Regions from separate parts of the Mus musculus genome. Here region 2 is linked to region 1. The links are chromatin contacts, called in public promoter capture Hi-C maps. All regions are on one chromosome and are shown on one strand. Each heading gives the region's core, a stretch centred on a gene start, on an enhancer-like site or on the middle of the called end of the contact. The rest is flanking DNA. Distances are from core to core; before and after follow the strand shown. Region 1 holds the start of Nectin3 (nectin cell adhesion molecule 3). Region 2 has its middle 330 kb from the start of Nectin3.

Region 1 (7,315 bases), core at 4,676-7,175:
GTCTGTCAATCTCTACTTCTGACCTCCATGTATACACCCACATACATGAACCTACATAAATACGTGCACCCACACATATGTGGACATGCATACACATACATGCATACATATGAAAAAATACATAGGCTGGGTGTGGTGACTAATGCTTTTAATTCCAGCACCTGGAGGCTAGAGGCACACTGGAGCTCTCTAGTTCGAGGCCAACCTGGTCTACATAGTGAGTTCCAAGATAGACATATCTGCATAGTGACACTTTGTGTCCAAAAAGCAAAGAAAATAAGTAATTTTTAAAAATTAAGATCATGAGCTTAATGAAATTCAGTAAAGTATCTGTGTCTAAGAATTAAAGGGCAATTTTAAGCAAAAATGTATTTAAAAACCAAAAGTATGACAAATTAATGATGTTTGGATATTCGAAGTGTTTTCAGAATGCTTGGCACACAGAATACTTAAAATTCTATTATCGTCTTAAGGATTACTTTACTCTGATTTGCATATTAATAGTAATTATTAATTAAATGTCTTATCTTTTGAAAACCATATAGTTCTTACTGTCAATTTTTATGGAGACTAAGAGTTAATATGATAATCTATAGAAATACACTTACTACTTTTTTTAAAAGATGTATTTATTTATTATATAAAAGTACATTGTAGCTGTCTTCAGACGCTCCAGAAGAGGGCGTCGGATCTCTTTACAGATGGTTGTGAGCCACCATGTGGTTTCTGGATTTGAACTCAGGACCTTAGGAAGAGCAGTCAGTCAAAATTCTGTTTTTAATAAGACTATCATAGCTATCTTCTCTTCAATCAGTTTTTAATGACTAGCAATAACTATAAAGTTTTATTTAACTATACAGATGCAAGATGCATTATCAAAATTTGTAAGCTAATACATATGTATATAAGTATGTATGTGTACATAAATATGTGAGTAGGTTGAACATCCAATATCCCAAAAGCTGAAATTCAAAATGTTTCCAAATAAAAACCTTTGCACGTGCCACAAGTAGAAAATACCATACTATGCATGAAGTTAGTAGAAACATTATGAGATTTCCTTCAAGTTCCGTGCATAAGGAGTATAGGAAACCTGAGCACATGCAGATTAGGCCTATCATGATGATACCTATCTTCATCACCCAGGTGTGCATCCCAACACTCAAGTCTCAGGGCAAGAGAGACGGCGAGCAGTAAAGAGCACTTGTTGCTGCTGTAGGGGATCCGAGTTCAGTTCCCAGCACCCACCCACATGGTGGTTCACAACAATTCTCATCTCTAGTTCCAGAGGATCTGACTCCCTCTTCTGACCTCCGTGAGCACCAGGCACATGGGAGATTCCTAACAAGCAAGCACATTTTTTCACATAAAATAAAATATTCTAATTTTTTTTTATCTTAAATCTGAAACATACCCGATCGCAAGCATTTCGAATTGAGAGTCTCACAGTCTCACAACATAAACAAGTCTGGCATAAATAGGGAGTGCCAATAAGTACACAGTATAGAAACACACACATACAACTCAATAGTTATGCTTCTTTATGATGCTGTAGAGGGAAGCCAAGTTTTATTTTATTTGCTTCTAAATCTGTTTGCCACTCCAATAAATCATAACAACCCTAACCTGATGTTATAGATACAGAGAGTAGTGTACAAATCGTGTCTCCCTTCCCTTCTCCACCCCACATGTTCAATATAATCACTAATTTTCTAAGTGACCCTATGGAAACTTGCCAAATCTTAAAATACATTCAACGTGGCTAAGGGAGGATCCAAGTAGTTTCCACACTGATACACATTTGACTATATTCTAGTTTTCTGAAACAGCTACCATTTTATATAAAGTATATCTAATAAATATTTCTGATTATGTTATACAGTCATAAATATGCAAAATATCAATTAATTAGAAATTTCTATTTGGGATTAAGAGTCACCTAATCCAGGACTGACAGTTTATTACATACAATGTAATAAAAGCTAGCTTGCATAAGCTACTACATCCATGTACTCTTAAGTGTTTTAGTTAATTCTTTAATATCCTAAGAGCCCTATTAGTAAGATACTATGTAACCTGCCAATAATTAATTTTTAATAAGTGGCAGTGTTCATTCCTAATCAGATTGACTTTTTAGTGATTAAATCCTAAGTTTCAGTGAGTGGGTGAGCAAAGGGAGTGTAAGGAGAAAGAGACTGATATTACATCACTAAACTGTCTAACTTCACCAAGATCTGACTCAGCTGAGCCAGGACGTACTTCAGTTGTAAAAGTACCTGCTTACAACACACAATTCCCTGGATTCCATCCCTAGAGAATATACACGCATCCACACATACATACAACAACAAAGTGAGTTTTGCCTTCATCTAGATCTGTTTACCTAATGTTCTCCTGTCTCCTTTAGACCAGACTCATTTAGAAGCTCAGAAGACCTCACATACATCTCTACAGAAACTCTAAACTTTCCTGCACTGGCCTTCCTTTCTGTCTATGGGCAACACACTGCCAACTATGCATTCCCAAGTGCTTAGAAAGACCTAAAGCTATGTAAAGTGTGTTTAAAGATTTGCTATTATATGGTAGCTGCTTATTTGCCACCACCTTCTAAACATTTGTCATAAGACAAAGCCTTGGTCAAAAGGCTTTGACCAAGTGGCAGAATCCAAAGACAAATGGCTCTAGAAGGGGCAAAACTTCACCTTCTAACTCTTCAGTGCCATGTTCCTGCTAAAACAATGTTCTCAACCTCCCAGGAAAAACGTAGAAAAAAAGAGTGAGACACATACAATAATCATCAATTGATAATTATGATCAGAAAGGAATATGGAATTTCAGACTTAAAAAAATTAGGTTTGAGTCAGATGTTGTAGAAACTTGGTCCCTTAGACCTTGTAACTAGAAATGTCTTAGACTTGAAAAACCTGGCAATTTCTCCACCACTGAAGCTGTCGTTTAAAAACTTCAGCTCTCAAAGCATAAATATGGTTGCATACTTACATAATCCCAGAATTTAGGAGGTTAACAGGTGGATCAGGAATCTCAGACCAGTGTCAACTACACAGTGAGACCCTGTCCCCAGCCCCCAGGAGAAAAGTTTAGCTGTTCAAATGAGATATCACACAGTCCCCAAACCCATATAAACTCCGGCATTTACATTTTTTTTTTTTCAAAATATAAGGTCTAACCTCGATGAGGGATATTTTTAGCAGTCAAATTAGCATGATGATGTTAACCACACCAACTAACGCAATGCTGAATCTAAACAACTTATCAAGAAAAATTTAAAACTGCAAATGATTAAAAGAAGAACATTCTGATTAACAATCAGGTAGGGTCATCTTTTTAAAGTCAAAAAATCAAATGAGTTCATTCAATCATTCAAAAGGAGTCATTCAAACAGCAGGCATGAGTCAAATCATGTTAGTGCTGTGGAATGTTAATATTACTATCATTCATATATCAACAGGTTGTTAGCAAGGGAAATTAAAAAAAAACTGACATTAAAAATTCTGTTTCTATACTTACTAAGTCAAGCCAACTGTGTCCTATTCCTGCTTCCTAAAATAGAGGCTTATTAAAAAAAAGTGTCATAAGCACTTGCAAATTAGGGTGTTATAACACAAGCTCAAAAAGGCAGCCCTTTAAGTGAGTGGGACACAGTAACGTGGCTCTTATCTATATCTACAACAGCAAGCAGAGCTGACTCTGAAAACTCCCATACAGACCTCCTCTAGAGCAGTTGTTCTTCCCCACACTGCTTAGTTGACTGGGCTCTAAAATAACTGATCACCCTTCTCCCCTATAACACTATAAAGGAACTCCTTAAAATGCATTTTCTATGTAAATACTAATGTTTGCACCCAGATGTAATCAACAACTCACTGACACAACCACGATGAAATTACCAATGTAAACTCTATTTTCTCTATCAACTTTTGCATCACTTCAGTCTCCCCTTGGGTTTTATCTACACAGAAAGCCCTCTAGACCTAGAAACACTCCTTCAGTACTTACCACAAACTAAGTCACCACAGTCAAATGCTTGTACCACGCACATACACACACTTCCTCCAAGTATCCTGGAACTGAAATCCTAAGGACCATCCACGAGCCGCCGTAATGGCTCATAAGAACAGCATACAAATTCTATGTAGAACTTAATATTACCTTAAGAAGGGAGCTAAAGGCTTAAAACTTACAGGACTAAAAGCTGTTGTCTCGGGACCAAACATCTGGAGAGTGGGGATATGGAAACTGGACATGCTGGACATGATAGCATGTCGTTTCTCACAAAGCACTCCATGTAAATCAAAACCTTGACTTACAGCACTGGAAATGTACTAAAATTCTCAGTCTGTAAGTGGCACTCAACCTCAACATAATTTCCTCTCCCTATGAACTAACTACCCTGACTCACCTACCAGGAGCAGATTTTTCTTTCTTCTGCATCAGAGCACTAAGGAAATTTGTTCACATCTCTCCCTTATAATAAATACGGGTACATCAGCTTTTAAGATTTCATATGCACTGATAACCATTGTCTGAAAAAAATCTAAATCTAAGTTGTATTCCTCCATCTTTCCCGTCAGCAATCCTTAAATGAACAACACCTTGCGGCATTTTGATATTACCCAGACATTCAATAGCCTAAGACTGACTGGTAGCTTTATTTCACCAAATCAATGCTGTCCACTGATTACCACGTCCACTTCTCTAGCATGAAAAGTAAATATATCATTTCATTTTCATCTTCCTTAAAAAAAAAAAGTAGGTCTCTAAAACTAGTCTCAGATTCCGGGAACGGAACTTACAAAGAGATTAGCTCCTAAATCTGGAATAAAAGAGGCACACTGGAGAAACCCGGGGCTACTTGTTTTAACAGCCAGGGAACAGTAGGTGCAATATGTATTCAAAAGGTAAATCTTGCGTCCCCGAGAACAAGGTTTTCTTCTAAAATAACCAGGGGCTGCGTGAAGGACGTCCAAAAACTGGAAGGCGGCGTGAGGGTACCATCTGGGATCAACCCAAAGATCCAAAGGTTACCAGGGCACAAATCGTGCTGGAAGGGGGATGCAGGCGCAGAGTGGGTTTTTAAGATGGTGCCTTCTCCCGGAGGCCAGGAGGCGTGGACCCGAAGGCTACAGTGCGCTGGGCTAGTGTCCACAGGGTTTCCGGACTTGCAGCTCAAGTTTCATCGGAGAGAAAGGAGGAGGCGGCAACATGCACTCAGGCATCCTAACCTCAGCCTAGAAGTCCGCGCTCTCCGCTTCGGCGCATCAGCTCGGAAGTAACGGTTCCCGGGGCACGCGGGGCTCCGCGCACCGAGCTCCACCGCCAGCCCTGGGGGCCCAGCGCGACGACCCGCGCGGCCTCGGGGGGCGGGAAGCCAGCGGTCGGCGCCCTGTTCGCTCTCCCTGCCCTTCCCGGGCCTCGCCCGGGGCGCGGCGAAAAGTTTCCAGGCAAAGTCCGCGGCGGCCGCTCGCGCAGCCAACCGCCCGGCACAACCGCCTCGGCTAGCCTCGCCGCCCGCGCCCGCCCTGCTCAACCCCTCGCTCGCCCGCTTCACCTACCACAGAGCCGGGAGAAGAGAAGCAGGGGAATAAGCAGCAGCAGCAGCGGCGGCGGCGTCGGGGCCGGCAGCAGCAGTCCGGCCGCGGGAGGAAACGCCGAGGAAAGTTGTGCTTTGCCGCCTCCAGGACACAACGGGGCCGGGCCCGGGGTCCGCGCCATGCCCGCCTTGCCCCGGCCCACCCGCTCGCCCGCGCCCCGGCGCCTCAGGCTCTGGGTGGCGGCGGCGGCGGCGGCCGCGGCGCGGAAGGGCCAGCGCGCGTGTCCTCAACCCCCGGCTCCTGCGCCGTCGCCGCCCGCCGCCACTCGGCCGAGCGCTCGCGGCTGCCTCGACTCCGCCGTCGCCGATGCCACTGCCGAGGCTGAAGCGGGAGCCGCCCGCCGCCGCCACTCCCCTCCCCGCGGTCCCCGCCCGCCGCGAACTCCTGGGAACTCGGAACGCACCACCCCGCCCTGCGGGAGGGGGAGCCGCCGACCCTCACTACCGGGACGAGCCCGCCCTCCCTGCCGCCGGGCTGCCTGGACGCCGGCCGAGCCGCCCGCCGAGTCTCCTCCCACCCTCTCTCCCCACACGCTCCTCCCACTTCCAAAAGAAAAAAAAAAAAAACTTCATCCACTTGGAAAACCGGGCTTCTCCCGAGGCTAAGCAATCTGGACCAGGCAAGGCGGCCCCGCCCCTTGGCCCCGCCTCGTCTCCCCCCCTCGCCAGCGCTGGAGATGGTCTCGCCCACTCCGCCCCTCGCGGGGCTGGGGCCGCCGGGGCACACAGAGGCGCTCCGAGGCGGAGGGCTGCGGGACTCCTAGTCCTGCCTTTTTCTCCTCCAGAGTGGCGAGGTTCCCCTAGCGGGACCAGGGATAACCAGGGGGGTGAGGGGAAGGCAAGATGAGGGTACCGGCTCTCCGCGGGTCGGAGCGGGGGGTTGCCTAATTTGGGAAGCTGGATACCGCGGGGCTGGACCAGCCTTCTCCCTCCTCACCCAGGCGTAGGGACTGAAAGGAGATTCTCCACTCCTCCCTCCTCCCCAGGAGCATCCCGGTTCTCCTCTGTCCGGGACCGGTGTTGGCCCAGGCGTTTAGCCTGCTTTTTACACCGGGAGGGAGGCTTGTTGGAAGGGTCAGCGGAGCTGCCGGAGGACAGGAGGGGGCCCTCCGAAAGGTTTGCTCTCTAGCTCTTGCTTCTCTTGGGCTGCCCGTTTGTCCACTTTCTGCGCCGGGCGACCGGCAACAGGAGGCCATGGATCTCCCATGCGAGGTCTTCGAGTGTGGTCTTGTTTTCTCTTTGATCGTTCGCATGTTCGCACTTGTAATTTTATTTTCTCGCGTGTCTCTCTTTGAGTTATTCTCAGAAAAGTGACCTCGGGAAGTATTAAACATTTACCCTTAAGAGGAGCATCTGTGATTCACCATAACCCTCCCTCAAACCCCCAAAGCTTGTCTGCCCTTCCCTCCTCCTCTATCCGCCACGCACAGCCGGAGTGACTTGACCTTGAAGCCCCAGTTACCGTAGGGGGAAGGAGATGGATGAACAGTTTGGGCTATCTGCGGAGGCGGTGGAAGCGGAGGACACCGTCCGGAGGCCGGACACCATTAATTTTATGTTGTCCTACCATCCCCACCAGATAGCTAAAGATGTGCTCCAATAAGAATAACAGCCACCCAGAGAGCAGCCTGTGGCCACTAAAGTAAAGCTTGCCTGGTGCCCACGACAACGTCGTGCTCCAGACTGAGTCACTGGGATCTCCTC
Region 2 (6,766 bases), core at 878-3,377, 330 kb after region 1:
TGGATTACTCTGTAAAGGGACATAGGACATTATTTTGTTTTGTTTTATTATTATTATTTTTTTTTGGAGTGCTCATCTTCTTTAGGGTTTTTTTTTTTTCCATGTCTGAATAGAATGTGTGAGAAACAAAACAGAACAAATCATTTAATGGGTTTTGAACTGCCAACACCCCTGAAGCCTGGCCAAATACGTCTTGTCTGTTGGAACCCCCAAACCATACCCTAGCCCATCAGCAACAGACAGATGTGTGTCATAGCATAACTGCTCTCCAAAGGTTAGCACCTGAATTTGAGTGCACATCACCATTAAGCACCACTAGGAGAATCTCTAGATTGGCTCCAGGAACCTTTGCTGGCATAGCCTAGGAATTTGTTCAGTTCATCATTGCTTCTTCAGAATGAAGCTGGCTATCAGCCTCGTTGGCTCTCTTGGTGACCAATTATTTGAGACTAGAGTAGCCATTGAGTCACTTAGCATCCTGCAGCTCAGAGTTCTGGGTTCACAAACAGGTAGGAATTTTGAAATGCTTTTCTCTCTCTTTCTCCCTCCCTCCCTCTCTCCCTCCTCCCTTCTTTCCTCCTTTCCTTCCTTTTTTTCCTTTCCCTTCCCCCACTCCCTCCCTCCCTTCTTTATTTATTTCATTTTGTTTTAGGCTATAAATTAATTACAATATTTCTCTTTCCCCTTCTTCCCTCCAAACCTCCCATATGTTCCTCCCCATGTTTCTTTAAATTCATGACCCCCCTCTCAATTCTATAGTTATATCTTTATTTCTCCCCCCCCAAGATCAAGGGTTGTTTTTTGTTTGTTTGTTTGTTTGTTTGTTTTCCCAAGATCTTTCTTGAATGCTCTTGTTAAGCTGATTGTAAATGTTTTCTCATAGTCCTGGTGGAAGGTTTGCATTGGCTTTATGGTAGTTAATATAAGAAAGGAGATATTTTTAATAATTTAATATTATTTTAAAAAGGTGATTTTTTTTCTGGTTCTTTTGGGTTTTCTTGCAGCCTTTGAGTTTCCAATTGTTTATGTCTAAGTACATATATTTTGACCACATTCTTTTAAAAGTACTGTAATATCTGAGTTTAGTGACTAAAGCCACAGGTGTGAGCTTTGTTTGAATTAACCATTAATTTAAGATTATGAAGCAGTTGTCACAGGAAAATGGCTTTGGTAGAATTTTCAATTCTGTGCTTTAATTTTGTTATATACAAATTTCCCTGTATAATAATTTAGTTTTGTTTTAATCACTAATAAATTACAAGAAATATTTCTTCAACCCTAAAGGCATCTGAACATAAGAGAATCTACTTTGAATTGACCCTGCTAAGCTGGGGAAAAACATCTGCCCTTATGGAAACCTAGTAGGTAAAGTGTGATGCCATTGGGTGCCCTGCTGTTCCAGGAGATCCCCCAGTTTTGTCAAGCGTGAAAGGCAGTGGTGTTAGAGTTCTCCAGATTCTGAGTAGACTTAGTGTTGAGACTTACCATTCTGGTATTTTAAAAAACCCAGATGGGCTGTACAGTCTTAACGAGTTTAACATTTTGTGACCTTTTGTGGTTGAAAGAGAATTGGACAAGAAGCCAGAATCTGTGGGTTCAAGTCTTGGCTCTGGCACTAACCAGCTGTGCGCATTTGAAAGTTAGTTTTCTCCTCTGATGCAGAATTGTTTTCTATTATAAAATTATGAATTAAGCTAAGTGATTTCACATATCCCTTCCAAATCTCACAAGTAAACTCTGGATTCAAAACATAGACATACTAACCAAGTTTACTTGGTTCAATTCCTTTTGCTGAGTCTCATTTTTATTGCTAATACAATGGGATGGCTAATAGCAGAGTCTGGGGAAGAAGTAAGCCAGTTCTTGTGCAAAGATTAGCATATAATGGATGGTCAGTGAAGATTAGCTATTGTTTCAGTGGGTCTGGGGCTAGCAATTTGAATACAGACAATGGATCTCTTACAATGATTCAGCTTACAATGGGTAGCCTTCACTATGGTGGGAAAAATGCATATTCAGAAGAAACTGTGTTTTCAGTTGTGAATTCTCATCTTCCCCTAGTTTCATGTTATGTGGTTCTTAGTTCACTTGAATTGCTGAGCAGGTGCAGCAACCTGCAGGTCTCAGGCAGCTGTGACTCCACCGAGGTAAGCAAACAGCCCCGCACTGCACTGTGTTGCATAAGATGTACTTTCTGTTTTAATCAAAGTTCATTTTTCCTAACTTGCATTATCTGCAGTTTGGCTTCTTTTGTTTTTGTTTTGTTTTTTTCAGGGTCTCATACTTCTGAATAAGAGCTTCACACCAAGCCTTCCACTTTGTAGGAGAAAGAGAGAAAGAAAGGAAAATGAAGGGGAGAGAGAGAGAGAGAGAGAGAGAGAGAGAGAGAGAGAGAGAGAAGAAGAAGAAGAAGAAGAAGAAGAAGAAGAAGAAGAAGAAGAAGAAGAAGAAGAAGAAGAAGAAGAAGAGACTAGAAACAATGTTAATAATAAGGGTGTATTGGCTCACTCCTATACTCTTAACCCAACTGAGGTTGAGACAAACTGATAGCTATGAGTTCAAACTAGCCTGAGGTTACATAGCAAGTCCTTGTCTCAAAAACAAAAGGAGAAAACAACACACCCAAAGACCAAAAATCCCCACAACCCCCCCCCCCCAAATCCAAACAAAACAAGAAACAAACAAAAAATAACCAAACAAGGGACAAAAAAAAAAAATCAACAATCCAACAAAACAAACAAAAAACCCAAAACAACAAACACCTCAACAACATCAACACAATTCCCTTCTTACACACACAAAAACAGACCTCTAAGCTTGTGTGTCTGTTTGCTCAATAAGAAAGAGGTGAAGTCACTTTTCTTCTGTTCTTAAACACAGTTCTTTATTGGTCCTCTGCCTTAGTGGAATCACAGTCCCATTGTATAGGCAGAATGGAGACGGCTAAACATGTGAATGATCTATAGATTTTAAAAGTCATGCTAACTGAATTTACCTCTAACTTCAGTCTAAGATCAACCGTCATTACTAAAATTAAGATTTACAAGTCTTAATGGTACAATCCAACCTTGAGCTAAGTGAAAATGTTCCTGTTGCTGTCTGGTTCTCAGGAAGTGGCTCTGAAGAGCTATCTCAGTTTCTGCTTTAGCTGTAGCTATCTGTCTGAATTGCTCTTGAAGGTACAGAGCAAATAGGCAAGGCCAAAGCTGGAAACATCTAGTTCCATGGGCACTTTATAAAATCAAATGATACAAAAAAATGTTTTAACAGAAAAGTATGGTTCCTTGCTCTGTCCTACCCTTATCTAAGATTCAGTTCCCAGAATCCACTACTTTTGGTGTTTCTATGTCCTCTAGAGAGTGTTTTCATAGTTTATATACACTATACATATATATATATGTAATATATGTATGTATGTGAATATATGTGCATATATATATATTCTATGATAATAACTATTCGACATACAAGCATTAGAAATCACCTTTAAATTGTTCTCTTATCATAAGAAGTACAATTTCCTCAGTTATTATCGTTCTAACTTATTGCATATATGGTTCTACTTAAATATTTAAACGTTCATTTCTCATTCTATCAATTATGCAGTTTGGTTTTCCTACTAGGGAAAATGAAGACCTTTTCCACTTATGTATTCTCTTATACTTTCCAGAGAACTTAGATTAGTGTCTACAAAGTTTAACGTTGATGAATCTTGTTCATAGCCTGATTTTAAAAATTATATATATATATATAATATACACACACAAACATATAAAACAACAATCAAGGAGAAATGGGCCATTACTGTGAGAAGTGGTGGGAGACCATGGATGAGGTTAGAGGACAGAAGGGGAGAGAGGGAAGTGATGTAATTATGTTTTAGCTTCAAAGATGAACCAAAGGAAATGTGTTTTCATCACCAGAAGACACATACTGTGCTACATAGACTTTCTAACAACCATATTCCCTTTCCTATAGTGTGAGCATGACCTCAGTGTGGCACAACACTTACCAGCTTATTCTAGTAGCAAGCTTATCACTCTAGGTGTAATTTACATCTCAGTCAATCTTCTGAGGTATAATCAGGCATTTATTTGTATCTTGTGCCTCCTATATAGTTGTATTTTTTTTTCTCTAATGGGTCTGATTGCATCATTTGACCATCCTTTAGGCTTTGTATTTTGAGGATCTGTCAAGGTGTGTCAGGTACATACATATCAGAAGGCTGCTGTGCCCTTGGCTAGAGGTCTTGTGCTTATGTTTAAAGGTATTACATTTATACAGGAGTAGGGAAAACTAGAGTTGTACTGCTCTGGTAACTGGATTCTGAAGAAGGCCAGAGGCCAGGGCTTTAAACAGGGGGTAAGAGCAGTGCCCAAATCCCAGGCTTCCTTTTGCATGTTGTTGTCAAGACAACAAACATTGCATTTACTGCTGTGGACACCATCAGCCACTCTGCCTATCAGAGGTTTTATAACACAGAGCCACTCAACCTTGAGAAGCTGGAGATGAAAAGGAATTCTTTAAGACACTTGTGAAATTTTTGATGCCAGGGCAGAGGTGCTTAGGAAGTATTCTTTCCTTGCAATGTGTTTTGTCAATATTTTTGACTCTTGGGACTTGTGAACTCTAATTACTTTAAACTCAATCTTGGGAAGCAAAATTACCTCTGATCTGAGATGTTTGATTCACCCCGAATCTTTCTAGATTGCCTAATTGAATGATCTCTGAGAAGGTAGTGAGGAATGGGAAAAGATTAGAGCTGGATGATACATAATTGCCATTTGATTTAAGGGATATTCAAATATATTTCAAGTTCCCAGATTGTACATGGTTCTGACAGCTATGCTGTTGGATCACTGGGTATGAAAACAGTGGCTGCTTCCTGCCCATGTGAAGATGAGTGTCAAGGAGCCGGCATGGGCTTAAAGGCATTCTAAAATTTTTCAAAATGTAAAGGCTTCAGTAAGATATAAACCCGCTGACCTTTACTTTAAAACATTTACAGTTTCTCTCCTTCAATATGGCCAGTGATGTTCACTAAGAGTTTCAGTATGGGGGTGGTGACATCTCTTCCAATTTCTGAAGGAAGATCCTTGGTTGACAAAGCCTTTTCTTTTCTTTCTTTCTTTCTTTTTTTTTTTTTTTTTGGTCACCAAGTGCCAAGCTTTAGAATGAAGAAACACAGAATGGGGAGAGGACAGTCCTCCTAACATCTCAATGTGCTGAACTACAATGTCGACACTGTAGCATTCATAGCTCTCTGAGCCTGCTTAGTCTTCTGCCCAGTGAAGCCCTGCATGCAACCTCTTTTACAAGAAAAAACGTTTTTCCCCCCAGAGCTGAGGACTGAACCCAGGGCCTTGTGCTTGCTAGGCAAGCGCTCTACCACTGAGCTAAATCCCCAACCCCAAGAAAAAATTTTTAAATCAAATATATTTTTCCTTCTGTTGAAGCTCAATGCAGCCTTCTCAACTGTGTCAGAAGAATAACCACCTCTTTTAGCCTGGCTGAGGGACCTCTTTGTGGAAAAGAGATTTGACTTATGTGTAGCTCCAGGAAACTAAAGCCAGACCAATGAAGAGGTGTTGAAACTCTCAGTAGCAACTCAATATCCAATTTTAAGGACCTCTTGAAAATCAAGGAAGACTTTTATACAATAATTTAGTTCCCAATTTTATTTTCCCTAATTTCTTCACTTGCTTAATTTAACTCTCATTCCCTTCTATTTGACTGAATGCATTTTCTCCAAGTAATGAGATACCATTAAACAGACAAATGATCAATGAAACTTTAGCAAGGCTGATTTGCACATATTAGAAATAGTGAGGGAAAACGTGAGTGCCTGCAGTGTGACGTACATAGTGACTTGTCACTCAGTGTATAATGACCATAGTGACACACTTATTGGAAGGTCTGCCATTTGCAGTTGTTCACAGTTATTAGTCTCTTCCAGCTAATAAAAGGCTAGAAAGGAGATCCTGTTTCCTGTGAATTTATGGGATATAGGGATGGGGTAAAGATAATTTGTATCATAAAAGAACATGACATAAAGACTAGACATGCCATCAGATTCCATCCTGAGGATGACTGCTAATTTGTGTTGCTTCTGCTAAAAACAGAAGGATAAAACTGACTTTTTCAGTTGCTAAAAAAAAATACCCAAAGAACAATCACAAATGATTACGCTTTAGGCTTTGGAAAACAGCTGCTTCATAGGGAACGTGCCTCAAATCAGCTCTTTCAGCTTGTGGGCTAAAAATTAAGGCAGAAAAATGGGGAAGGGTTTGGACATAGTGGCAACCAATCAACAGTTAAGATAGGAAATCAATCTTAACTTCCTATCATTTGGTGCAATTTGCCACTCACCTCAAAATGCTCATGATGACACACATAGGTGTGATCAGGTTGTAGCTGGGTACGTATCTAAAAGGATCATTTTGATAAGCAGTTCTCAAAACAAGCCAAATTCATGCACTCTATACAATTGCAGCTAATGGAATCCATGCAATCTTATTCTAAACTGCTGTTCCATGGGCCACACAGAGGGGCTACACACAGCCAGAGAGATTTGGCTTAAAAATAAATCCAATCTGAGCCTTGCCTTAGATAGATATAATCACAATATAATCCTGACATAATTATTTTATTTTCTGATACTTCTTTTGTAGATAAAAAAACTATTTGTCATCCCTTTGGGCTTTCCTGTTTCCCATTAGTTTTGAGTTAATAACTGGTATGGGAAGCTCATGGTTTCAATTTATTT

Evidence for each region. Promoter capture Hi-C pulls out the DNA fragments that hold promoters and counts their contacts.
Region 2: a contact with region 1 is called in a promoter capture Hi-C map of liver. The contact joins the enhancer-like site here to the promoter of Nectin3 in region 1. A contact is called at or near these places in 8 of 39 promoter capture datasets (the 3T3-L1 cell line, cranial neural crest, epiblast stem cells and 4 more), 1 of 484 Hi-C or Micro-C datasets (epidermal suprabasal cells), 3 of 115 datasets of contacts at active chromatin or transcription factors (embryonic forebrain, embryonic stem cells and neural progenitor cells) and 1 of 9 other capture datasets (pancreatic islet).

What each region holds. Positions count from the first base shown.
Region 1 is chr16:46,491,042-46,498,356 of GRCm38.p6, forward strand. It overlaps Nectin3 (nectin cell adhesion molecule 3), which reads right to left and starts at 5,926. Exons shown (of 6, transcript NM_021495.4): 1 at 5,574-5,926. The coding sequence starts at 5,733.
Region 2 is chr16:46,823,199-46,829,964 of GRCm38.p6, forward strand. No RefSeq gene overlaps it. Among named protein-coding and RNA genes, the nearest start is that of Nectin3, 330 kb to the left of the region's middle. Within about 2 kb of position 2,128, at least 3 of the 459 cell types and tissues checked have an H3K27ac peak or open chromatin away from gene starts, as enhancers often do. A contact at or near this core is called in liver, where this site is marked.